Linked DNA regions of Mus musculus: regions 1 and 3 are each linked to region 2. The links are chromatin contacts, called in public Hi-C maps. All regions are on one chromosome and are shown on one strand. Each heading gives the region's core, a stretch centred on a gene start, on an enhancer-like site or on the middle of the called end of the contact. The rest is flanking DNA. Distances are from core to core; before and after follow the strand shown. Region 1 holds the start of Rpp25l (ribonuclease P/MRP 25 subunit-like). Region 2 holds the start of Glipr2 (GLI pathogenesis-related 2). Region 3 holds the start of Sigmar1 (sigma non-opioid intracellular receptor 1).

Evidence for each region. A called contact is a pair of places that touch in the nucleus more often than the background predicts.
Region 1: a Hi-C map of B cells shows a contact between it and region 2, with 5 read pairs. The contact joins the promoter of Rpp25l here to the promoter of Glipr2 in region 2.
Region 3: a Hi-C map of B cells shows a contact between it and region 2, with 7 read pairs. The contact joins the promoter of Sigmar1 here to the promoter of Glipr2 in region 2. A contact is called at or near these places in 1 of 39 promoter capture datasets (the C10 cell line) and 1 of 484 Hi-C or Micro-C datasets (B cells).

What each region holds. Positions count from the first base shown.
Region 1 is chr4:41,711,713-41,714,891 of GRCm38.p6, reverse strand. Rpp25l (ribonuclease P/MRP 25 subunit-like) reads left to right here and starts at 1,375. Exons shown (of 2, transcript NM_027278.3): 1 at 1,375-1,431; 2 at 2,078-2,859. The coding sequence starts at 2,119. The coding sequence ends at 2,610. It overlaps Dctn3 (dynactin 3), which reads left to right. Exons shown (of 7, transcript NM_016890.4): 7 at 1-94.
Region 2 is chr4:43,956,173-43,959,250 of GRCm38.p6, reverse strand. Glipr2 (GLI pathogenesis-related 2) reads right to left here and starts at 1,549. Exons shown (of 5, transcript NM_027450.3): 1 at 1,478-1,549. The coding sequence starts at 1,490. It overlaps Gm30377 (a long non-coding RNA gene), which reads left to right. Exons shown (of 4, transcript XR_881223.2): 2 at 1,765-1,861; 3 at 2,868-3,039.
Region 3 is chr4:41,740,028-41,742,857 of GRCm38.p6, reverse strand. Sigmar1 (sigma non-opioid intracellular receptor 1) reads left to right here and starts at 1,499. Exons shown (of 4, transcript NM_011014.3): 1 at 1,499-1,756; 2 at 1,882-2,082; 3 at 2,216-2,308. The coding sequence starts at 1,606.

The DNA of each region.
Region 1 (3,179 bases), core at 126-2,625, 2.2 Mb after region 2:
GAAGGGGAGAGCTGTCAACCCCTTGGGGTGGGGCCAGGAGCTATACTCCTGATCTGGTTTGCGGAGAGATAAAGAGTTCTTACATCATTTGACTGATACAGTGGGGCATTGTATATTTATTTACCCCATACTTGCCAATTACCCTCTAAATATCATCCTATGGTAAGGAGGGCACAGGAGGGACGCCTATACCTCACAGGGTTTGGGGAAGACCAGGTGGGCCCACATGTCAGATGGTCATGGAGGAGCAGGCAGGGACGTTCAGAACCAAGGCAGCACAGCCTTGTGTCTACATTATACCAGTAGCCAGAGAAGGAGCCCAAGAGGTTTGGATGTAGGAAATTTTAGGAATGGGGGAGAGAAAGCAGGGAGAAACAGCTATAAAGCAACGCGCTCCACCAAATGTATGCTGCCCTCTTGTGGTCTGAGGGAGTGCCTTGGCGCCTTCAAGTGCCTGTATGGCACCCAACCTGTGGAGTTGTCAGCATCTCAAATGCAGCGTGTCCAAACTGATCTGAAACTAGCATTTACCCTAGACTATTCTACCGGAAGAGTCGCCCGTTCTTCCCCAAAACTTCATCAGAGTTTTCTCTCTCTCTTTTTTTTTGAGCTTTTCGAGACAGGGTTTCTCTGTGTAGCCCTGGCTGTCCTGGAACTCACTCTGTAGACCAGGCTGGCCTCGAACTCAGAAATCCACCTGCTTCTGCCTCCCAAGTGCTGGGATTAAAGGCGTGAGCCACCACTGCCCGACTTCATCCAAGTTTTCTATCAAGTTTCTACCATCCTCAATTCTTGCTGTTTCTGTGGTTAGCATATCATCGGACAAATATTGGAGGGCCTATTTTACTCTGGATACTGAACTAGGCTCTGTGGGCACGCCCCCGTGGCCGAAGCGCTACGGTGATGTTGAGTACAGCCCCTTCCAGGGTCACCAGTAGCTGTTGCCCCGACTACCGGATCCACCCAGCTTATACACCAATCCTCTCAGCCAATGAGTTATGCACTCGCTTAGATCCTCCTGAAAACCGCCGGGGTCGTCCAGTGTCCCAGGATGAGAAGAAAGCTCAGGACTCCGTAAATAAGAGTCTCACCTGCTTTTATCCACCAGGGGCTTCGCTTTCGCTGCTCCGGTGTGTCAGCAGGTGACGCATGCCGTCCATCTTTTAAAGGCACAAATCTGCGTTCTTCGGGCGCAAGACTCCTCCGATAGCCGTTCCTTTCCCGGGTGGGCCCTCTGCAGGTAGCGGGGTGCTCCGGGATCAACGCGCCGACCGCTGGAGGCCGGCCAGATGCCACCATCACAGGCGAACAGCAGCCCGGGTTTCTCTCAGGCCCCGCCCCCTGCGTGCGCGGCCCCGCGGCTCCGCGCGCTCCCGGTCTGCGCGCCATCTTGGCTACTCCGTGAGGGTCGAGCGTCTACTGGCGACCGTGGTAAGAGCCAAATCCCAGGAGATGGGGACTCAGAGCTGGGGAAAGGGGAAATGCCTGCTGCCTGAAACAGCGGCCCACGATTGGGGAGCCCGCCAACCGCTCACGAGTGGTCCGAAGCAGCTCTCCGGTCGAGTTCCCGAGTGGCCCTGTTCAAGCCAGCCTACTCTATTAATGTGGGGGTGAGGTCTTCTCTGCCCCCATGCACCCCGTGCTCGTAGGCAGGGTCGATTCTTTCTTTGGGGAGTACTTTCTTGGGGAGTGAGGCCTCGTGGCTGTGCCCCAGGGAGTTTGGAGCCAAGAGTCTCTGGAAGCACAAAGTAAGGGAGCCTTGTCCCAGTCCTTGCAGCCTTGTGAGGAGAGCCCGCCTGTTCTTGGCAAGTTGTGGGCGAGGGGTCTGGGACCTAGCCCCCAGGAGCTTGAGATCATAAAGAAGTACAGGCCTACCCACCAGAGAGCCTGGTTTGGGGGAATTTGGTCTTGCCCGTGTTAGAAACTCGTGGATGTATTTAGAAAGGGGTCTAAGGACTCGATAATTCTTGGCCCCAGCCTTGAGACGCTGGGGTGAGGAACAAGGCGATAATCTGGAGGGAGTGATGGAGGATGGACCTGGTCATGTTCCCGCCACTCATCTGACTCTTACCCGCAGTGCATATCCAGAGAGAGACCCACCAACGTCGCGAGGGCAGAATGGAACAGTACCGGAGGGCCGGCTCTGTAGAGCTTCCAGCCTCATCACCAATGCCCCAGCTACCTCCTGACACTCTGGAAATGCGAGTCCGAGATGGGAGCAAAATCCGAAACCTGCTAGGGCTGGCGCTGGGTCGTTTGGAAGGGGGAAGCACCAGGCACGTGGTGTTCTCAGGCTCTGGCCGGGCTGCTGGAAAGGCTGTCAGCTGTGCAGAGATTGTCAAAAGGCGGGTTCCGGGCCTACACCAGCTCACCAAGCTCCGCTTCCTGCAAACGGAGGACAGCTGGGTCCCAACTTCACCAGACACGGGACTAGACCCCCTCACAGTCCGACGCCACGTGCCTGCGGTGTGGGTACTGCTTAGTCGGGACCCCTTGGACCCCAGTGAATGTGGCTACCAACCCCCAGGTGCACCTCCTGGCCTGGGTTCCATACCTAGTCCCAGCTGTGGCCCCAGACCCCGAAGGAGGGCTCGGGACACCCGGTCCTGAAGATCTGCTGCGCCTGACTGTTCTCTAGACCTGAATATCTGTGCCTTCTCTAAGAAGAGCTTGTGCCGGCAAGGCTTAAGTCTACCGAACTTGCCCCTCCCCTCCGGAATGTGGGGTGGAACTGTTAAAAAGACTGGCGTGGGTCAGTGCTGAGTTAAAGACTGCTTGAGAAGGGCTCACTCTGTCTCTACATCTCACTTGCCTTTTCTGACGTCCGACTAGGGAAGGGAAATAAAGGTTATGCCTGTTTGTTTGGCCTGTTGTGTAAGTGGGACTGCTGACTGGGGGGCCTGGCTTTATCCCAGGAGCTCCTGGGCTGGAAGCAGGAAGGATGCGGATAGGTTGGCACTGGGTGACGGGTCTGGTATCAATAAAAGTTGCAGCAGTAACCTGGGTGGCTTCCTGCCACCTGCTGTAAGCTGGGTTGGGGCTCGGCCAGCTCAGGCATTTCCCCCATCTGTGGCATATGTTTTCGTATAGTGGATTGTAAATGCAGGCTGGCAGTTCAGGATTTTAAGCCTGGTTCTCCTACTCCCAAGTTACTGTTCTGGGTCATAGCGCTCTCATCC
Region 2 (3,078 bases), core at 300-2,799:
GTCTTTGTACAGATGGGTAAACTGAGGCACGGAGGAAGGAAAAAATATGCTTAATATCACATAGCAAATGATCAATAGGTCCAGCATCGAAAGCCAGGCATGTCACTTGGAAGAAAAGCAAGTTAGGACCAGGTCACAAAAGACCACACACCCCATGTATCTCTTGAGTCTAGGTCCTGGAGGATAGACAGCTCCATGAAGGGACTCAGCCATCCTCACCTGAGGCTGACAGCCCACTGACTCCACTGAGTAGTTGTCAACCTGTGGGCTGCGACCCCCTGGGGTTGGTGACTGCCCCCCCCGGGGGGCCACACATCATATAGTATTTATATTCCGAATCATAATATCAAAATTACAGTTATGAAGTAGCAACAATGTAATTTTATGGTGGAAGGCGGGTCGCCAGAAGGTGAGGGACTGAATTAAAGGGTTGTAGCATCAGCAAAGTCGAGAGCCTCTGCTTTAGAGCCTCCCATGAGGCACGGATGATATTCTAATAAATAGGAAGCCTTGATGCCCACGAGGGAGGAAACTGAGGCAAGAAGATCTATTGCCCACCTGTCCCTTATCTATGCAGGAGTGACAACAAATGACACAGGGTGTGGGCTGTCCCTCTGAAGGAGGAGGGAGAGATTATGGATGGGACCCCCTGCTATCACAGGAGTTGAACACAGAAGGATGGGAAGGGTTTCAGGCTGGATGATGGGAGTAGTGAAGACTGGACCGGGACACGGAGGGGAAAGGACCTGAGTGCCTGCCTGCCAGCCAGCGCAGCTGTGTGGCAGAGGGGGTGCTGTCAGTGGCCAGAGAGCCGACAATGGGGTGGAAGGTGACAAAAACAAGGAGCGACAGGAAAACGGCTTTTCAGAAACGTAAACTTTACAGCCACAGGAGTGAGGGTGGGCGGCAGCAGGGCAGAGATCACAGGGGAAGTAGCTCTGCACAGCACCCAGCCTGGCACGGAGGGGCCTCAGGAGGTGAGCGAGAAGGAGACGAAAAGGAGTCTCAGAGCTGCCTTTAGTTGGGTGGAACCAGACTAGTTGCTTCGCAGCCTGGGATGCTGCCACGGTTTGGTGTCTTTTTCCCACTGTAACTTTGTCTTCCTCTGGACAAAGCATAGCCACGCCTAGGCAGGCTCAGCTATCCCCATCAGCGCTTAGAAACCCTCGCTGACGCAATCCCTGGCTCGCAGCCAAAGGGACCCTCCATCTCATTCCCCTCATTCTTTCTCTCCTAGCCGGTGTTCTTACCGCTACCTCCGCGCCACCCACCCCACCCCCTGGTTGAACCAGAAACAGCCGCTCCTCGGAACTTTGCTATGCGCGCTCTCCATCCCGCACCCAGGGATCCCGCATTGCAGCGAGAGTGACAGGGACTTTCCAGGGGCTCCCAGGGGATCATGCTCCAGATGGGGCAGGGTGACGGCGAGGGTCTAGGCGTCATCCCCGCTCCCCGGAGGGCCGTATGGGTGGCTCACCTGATTTGCCCATGGCCTGCTGTGTGCGCTCCTCCGCTCCGCTGCGGCTGCGTTGCGCTGCGCTGGCTAGCGGGGTCCCAGCAGCTGGCCGGGGCCGGGAGGGGCAGGGGCGGCCACAGCCACTCCCCCGGCGCCGCCCGGCCCCGCCTTATAAGGCAAAGGCAGCTGCAGGCGGAGGCGCAGGGGGCCACCCCTAGAATTCATTTGGCCGGGTGGGATTCCGCCGCTGGCTAGGGCGGTCCAGATGTGGATACGAATGCTGATTCTGAGCGTGCCTTGTCTCCTAGAGCAGCAAGTGCGCGCGCAAGACCTAGGGGCGTCCACGCCTTCCCTGTAGTTCCCCACGGTTCCCGCGCGACCGACGCCTGGAGAAGGCCTGGTGAGGTACGGTTCCCTCCGGCGCCACCAGGGGTCGGTAACCTCCCAGACTCAGTCTTTGGCAACACCACCCCCTCCCAGATCCCCAAAGTTCTGCTTCCCCTTCCCAGTGACACCATGCTCCAATCGCAGCTTCTTAGGACCCTGTCCCGCTATGCATCCCCAGGTTGTAACTGAACACTTTCCGGCCCTCCAACTCCAACCGCCCCAGGGTGGTGCCGCTGCCCGACTTGGACCTATCCTCTTGAACCCCACTGCCTTTGAGACCAACCCAAATTCCCCACCTGAGTTTGGATCCAGCACCCCCACATGTTGGCGTCATCTAAACCGAGACCCCCTGGTTAATTCAAAACACATTTTTCTCACCATAAAAAGTTAATGATTCACAGATTACAAGGACACTTTGCCTCCCCCTCCCTGGATACATATATATTTAAAAGATACATTTATTTGGGCCAGACATGGTGGCTCATGCCTTTATTCTTAGCACTTGGGAAACAGAAGCACGCAGATCTCTGTGAGTTAAGATTGGCCTGGTCTAAACAGTGAGACTTTACCTTTGTGCCCTACATAGCCGAGAATGATTTTAAAGTTCTGATCTTCCTGCTTCTACCTCCCTAGTGCTGTGACCACAGACACCCCCAGCAGTACCTATTTCTATGAATTTAAATGTATTTTACTTTTAGGTTATTGTTTGTCAGATGGAGTCTCGGTGTACCTCCCATTGTAGGTCAGGTCTGTACCACCACACCTGGCCAGACCCTGCAGCACGGAGCTCAGATGTATCCAGTAGGTTAGCGCAGAGCTAAATGCACGCCCGCCCACGCCCACCCCCCAGCCATTCCCTCTCTCCATGGCCAGCAAATACACTTCCCACATCCTAGCACTTCCAAGCAGGAGTAGAGTGGATACTGGTACTCATCTGACTTAAACGAGCTTTTAGTGCTGGGTTGGGATTCTGACTCTGTTCAATTCTCTGTTCCATTTTGCCGACAAATTCCGATGGAAATAGTCAAATGACCCAGGAAAAGTCCCTGTCACACCTAGAATCTCTAGAAAGCTATTTCAGAGGAACCAGAACTGCAAGGCCCTAAGGAGACAGCTGAGCACAGAGGAACCGCCTACTGCGTGCAGAGGACAAGCATCAGGCATACGTACACCATGTACAGAAGTGTCACCAGAAGGTGAGTGAGCAGGCTGGAGATCTGGCTAGGCTAAATTCC
Region 3 (2,830 bases), core at 250-2,749, 2.2 Mb after region 2:
GCTGTTAACCACGGAGGCATCTCTCCAGCCTCAAGATTTCACATATTTTTAGAAACTAGACCTGAAAATGTCTTACAGCATTTCTGTTTCCATTTTATTATCTGGAATAAAACCACCTGGTACATGGCCCCATATACAGAGATTATAGAATGTATTTTGGTCGCTCAAGAGCAAAAGGAAAGCCGGGCATGGTGGCGCACACCTTTAATCCCAGCACTCAGAAGGCAGAAGCAGGCAGATTTCTGAGTTCAAGGCCAGCCTGGTCTACAAAGTGAGTTCCAGGACAGCCAGGGCTATACAGAGAAACCCTGTCTCAAAACAAAACAAAACAAAACAAAACAAAACAACCAAAAAAAAAAGCAAAAAGAAATGTCTCTGCCACATAAAAATGCCATGAAAAGCCATTCCCCATGTTTCGTGAACCCCTCCCTTATATTTGCCTGATGGATTTCATTCCATCAGTTCTTTGTGTTCTAGCTCCTTTATGGGTTTGGCTGTTGTTCTTGTTGTTGCTTTAGACATGGTTTCCTGAGGCCTCTGCTGACTTTTGCTATGGTGACCTTGAACTGATCTTGGTGCCTTCCCACGTTCTAGAATTACAAGCAATACATGTCTTACATTGTCTTTTTCTAACTAACATGTATAATCCTAACCATGTGCCAGGCACTAATTACTTTAAAAAATTAATTCATTTAATGTTAATCATAATGAAGGTATGGGCTACGAAGCAGATACTTTTTAATTTAGTCTATGTTACAGATAAAGCTATCAATGCATACTCTTAAATGCTGACACATATGGGCTCTCTGTCTTAGATCTTAGTCCAATTTTGCTCCCCTCCTCTATTTAGCCCAGAATCATTCTGTGTCAACATCGAATCCCATAGCTCCCCAGTGGACAAATCTATTGGTTTTCAAGGTCTTTCACACTTTTGTGCTTCAGAACATAGAATGAATCATAGGATCGGAGAAAACACTAAGCTAAACATGCATGGTGGTGCGCGCCCCTGATCCCAGTATTGGAGAGGCATCGATCGAGGCTATCCTAGTCTATAGGCTAGCTAAAGTTGTCTAAAATATTACAAATATATGTACACATACATATATACATAAATGCATGTATGCTGTCTCACACTCCTCTGCTCTTTGACTCCTGGAATAGTTCCCATTGACTCTCTCTCTCTCTCATGGACACTTCAGATATCACCGCTTCTTTCCTAAGGTTCCCAGTGGCACTATCTTCAACCTGCTTCTGTGCTAGCAGACCTAGAAAGCTCTACTTCTGGGCTCGCTAGCTCAGGTGGGCCAATCCATTCTGGGTCTCCCCGCTTGGGGACACCAAGATTGAACCCAACAGGGTGGCAGCCAGGAGGCGAGGCCCCGCCTCTCACCTCTCTTGCAGACCAAGCCACTAAACCCTACGCTCTCCCCTCTAGAAAATGGTTCAATCCAGAGGCGGTGCTAGGTGACCCGGACGTTCCGATTGGCCCCGGCGAGCCGTACCACGGTGGCGGGGGCGACCGTAGGCAGCGGCTTTTGAGTCGTGAACCCACAGCCTGTGGCCCTAGTTCGGTCTTACGTTGGTGGTGCCAGGCTGCCCGCTAGAATGCCGTGGGCCGCGGGACGGCGGTGGGCATGGATCACCCTGATTCTGACTATTATCGCAGTGCTGATCCAGGCCGCCTGGTTGTGGCTGGGCACTCAAAACTTCGTCTTCTCTAGAGAAGAAATAGCGCAGCTTGCTCGACAGTATGCGGGTGAGCCGGTGAGGGCGGAGAGTGGGGTGGGCCGACACGGAGCGGAGCCGCGCTTTCCGAGGGCTGGTCCTCGCCAAGCTCAGACCGCGGGCTGGTCTCACCCGCGCTTCTCCTTTTTGCACCAGGGCTGGACCATGAGCTTGCCTTCTCTCGGCTGATCGTGGAGCTGCGGAGGCTGCACCCAGGCCACGTGCTGCCGGATGAGGAGCTGCAGTGGGTATTTGTGAACGCGGGCGGCTGGATGGGCGCCATGTGTATTCTGCACGCCTCGCTGTCTGAGTACGTGCTGCTCTTCGGCACCGCCCTGGGCTCCCATGGCCATTCGGGTCAGTGTTGGCGGTGGGTCGGATTGGGAGGCTGGGACTGTTCGAGGGCCGGTGCCCTCCATTCCAAGGTTTGGCTGGGCCGTGTATTGACAAGGATTCCCTGATGGTCGGTGTCTATTTTACTGTCAATCAGGACGATACTGGGCTGAGATTTCTGACACCATCATCTCTGGCACCTTCCACCAATGGAAAGAGGGCACCACGAAAAGTGAGGTCTTCTACCCAGGTGCGTAGGGAAGTTCTGTCCGAGGGGGCGCCCTCTAGATAGGGACGGGCATAAGACTTGGAAAGGGCGTGTTTAGAAGGCCTACCAGTGATTTCCTTCCTTCCCTCCCTGGTAAGCCACAGGTGTTTCGTTAGGGTCGAGCTAGGAACCCTGATGCTTTCGACTGTTAAGGGAAACAGAACACGGCAGTTTCCAGTCATAGAGAACTTGATTTTTTTTATCAGCCTGTTTAACCCAGCAATTATCTGGGTTATACCCAAAAGTTAAGACAGGCATTTGTTTCCTTAAACTAGAGTGGCAGTTTGGGGTTTTTGTATTTTTGTTATTGTTTGTTTTTATGCGTCTGGGTTTTGCTTACACACACCAACCCCTTAACTGCCTGGTGCCTTAAAGGCCAGAAGAGGGCATCTGATCCCAGAGACTGAAGTTATAGACTGTTGTGAGCCTTCATGTGGGTGCTGGGAAGTGAACCTGGGTCCTCTGGAGTAGGAGCCAGGGCACAGCTGAGCCATCTGGCTAGCA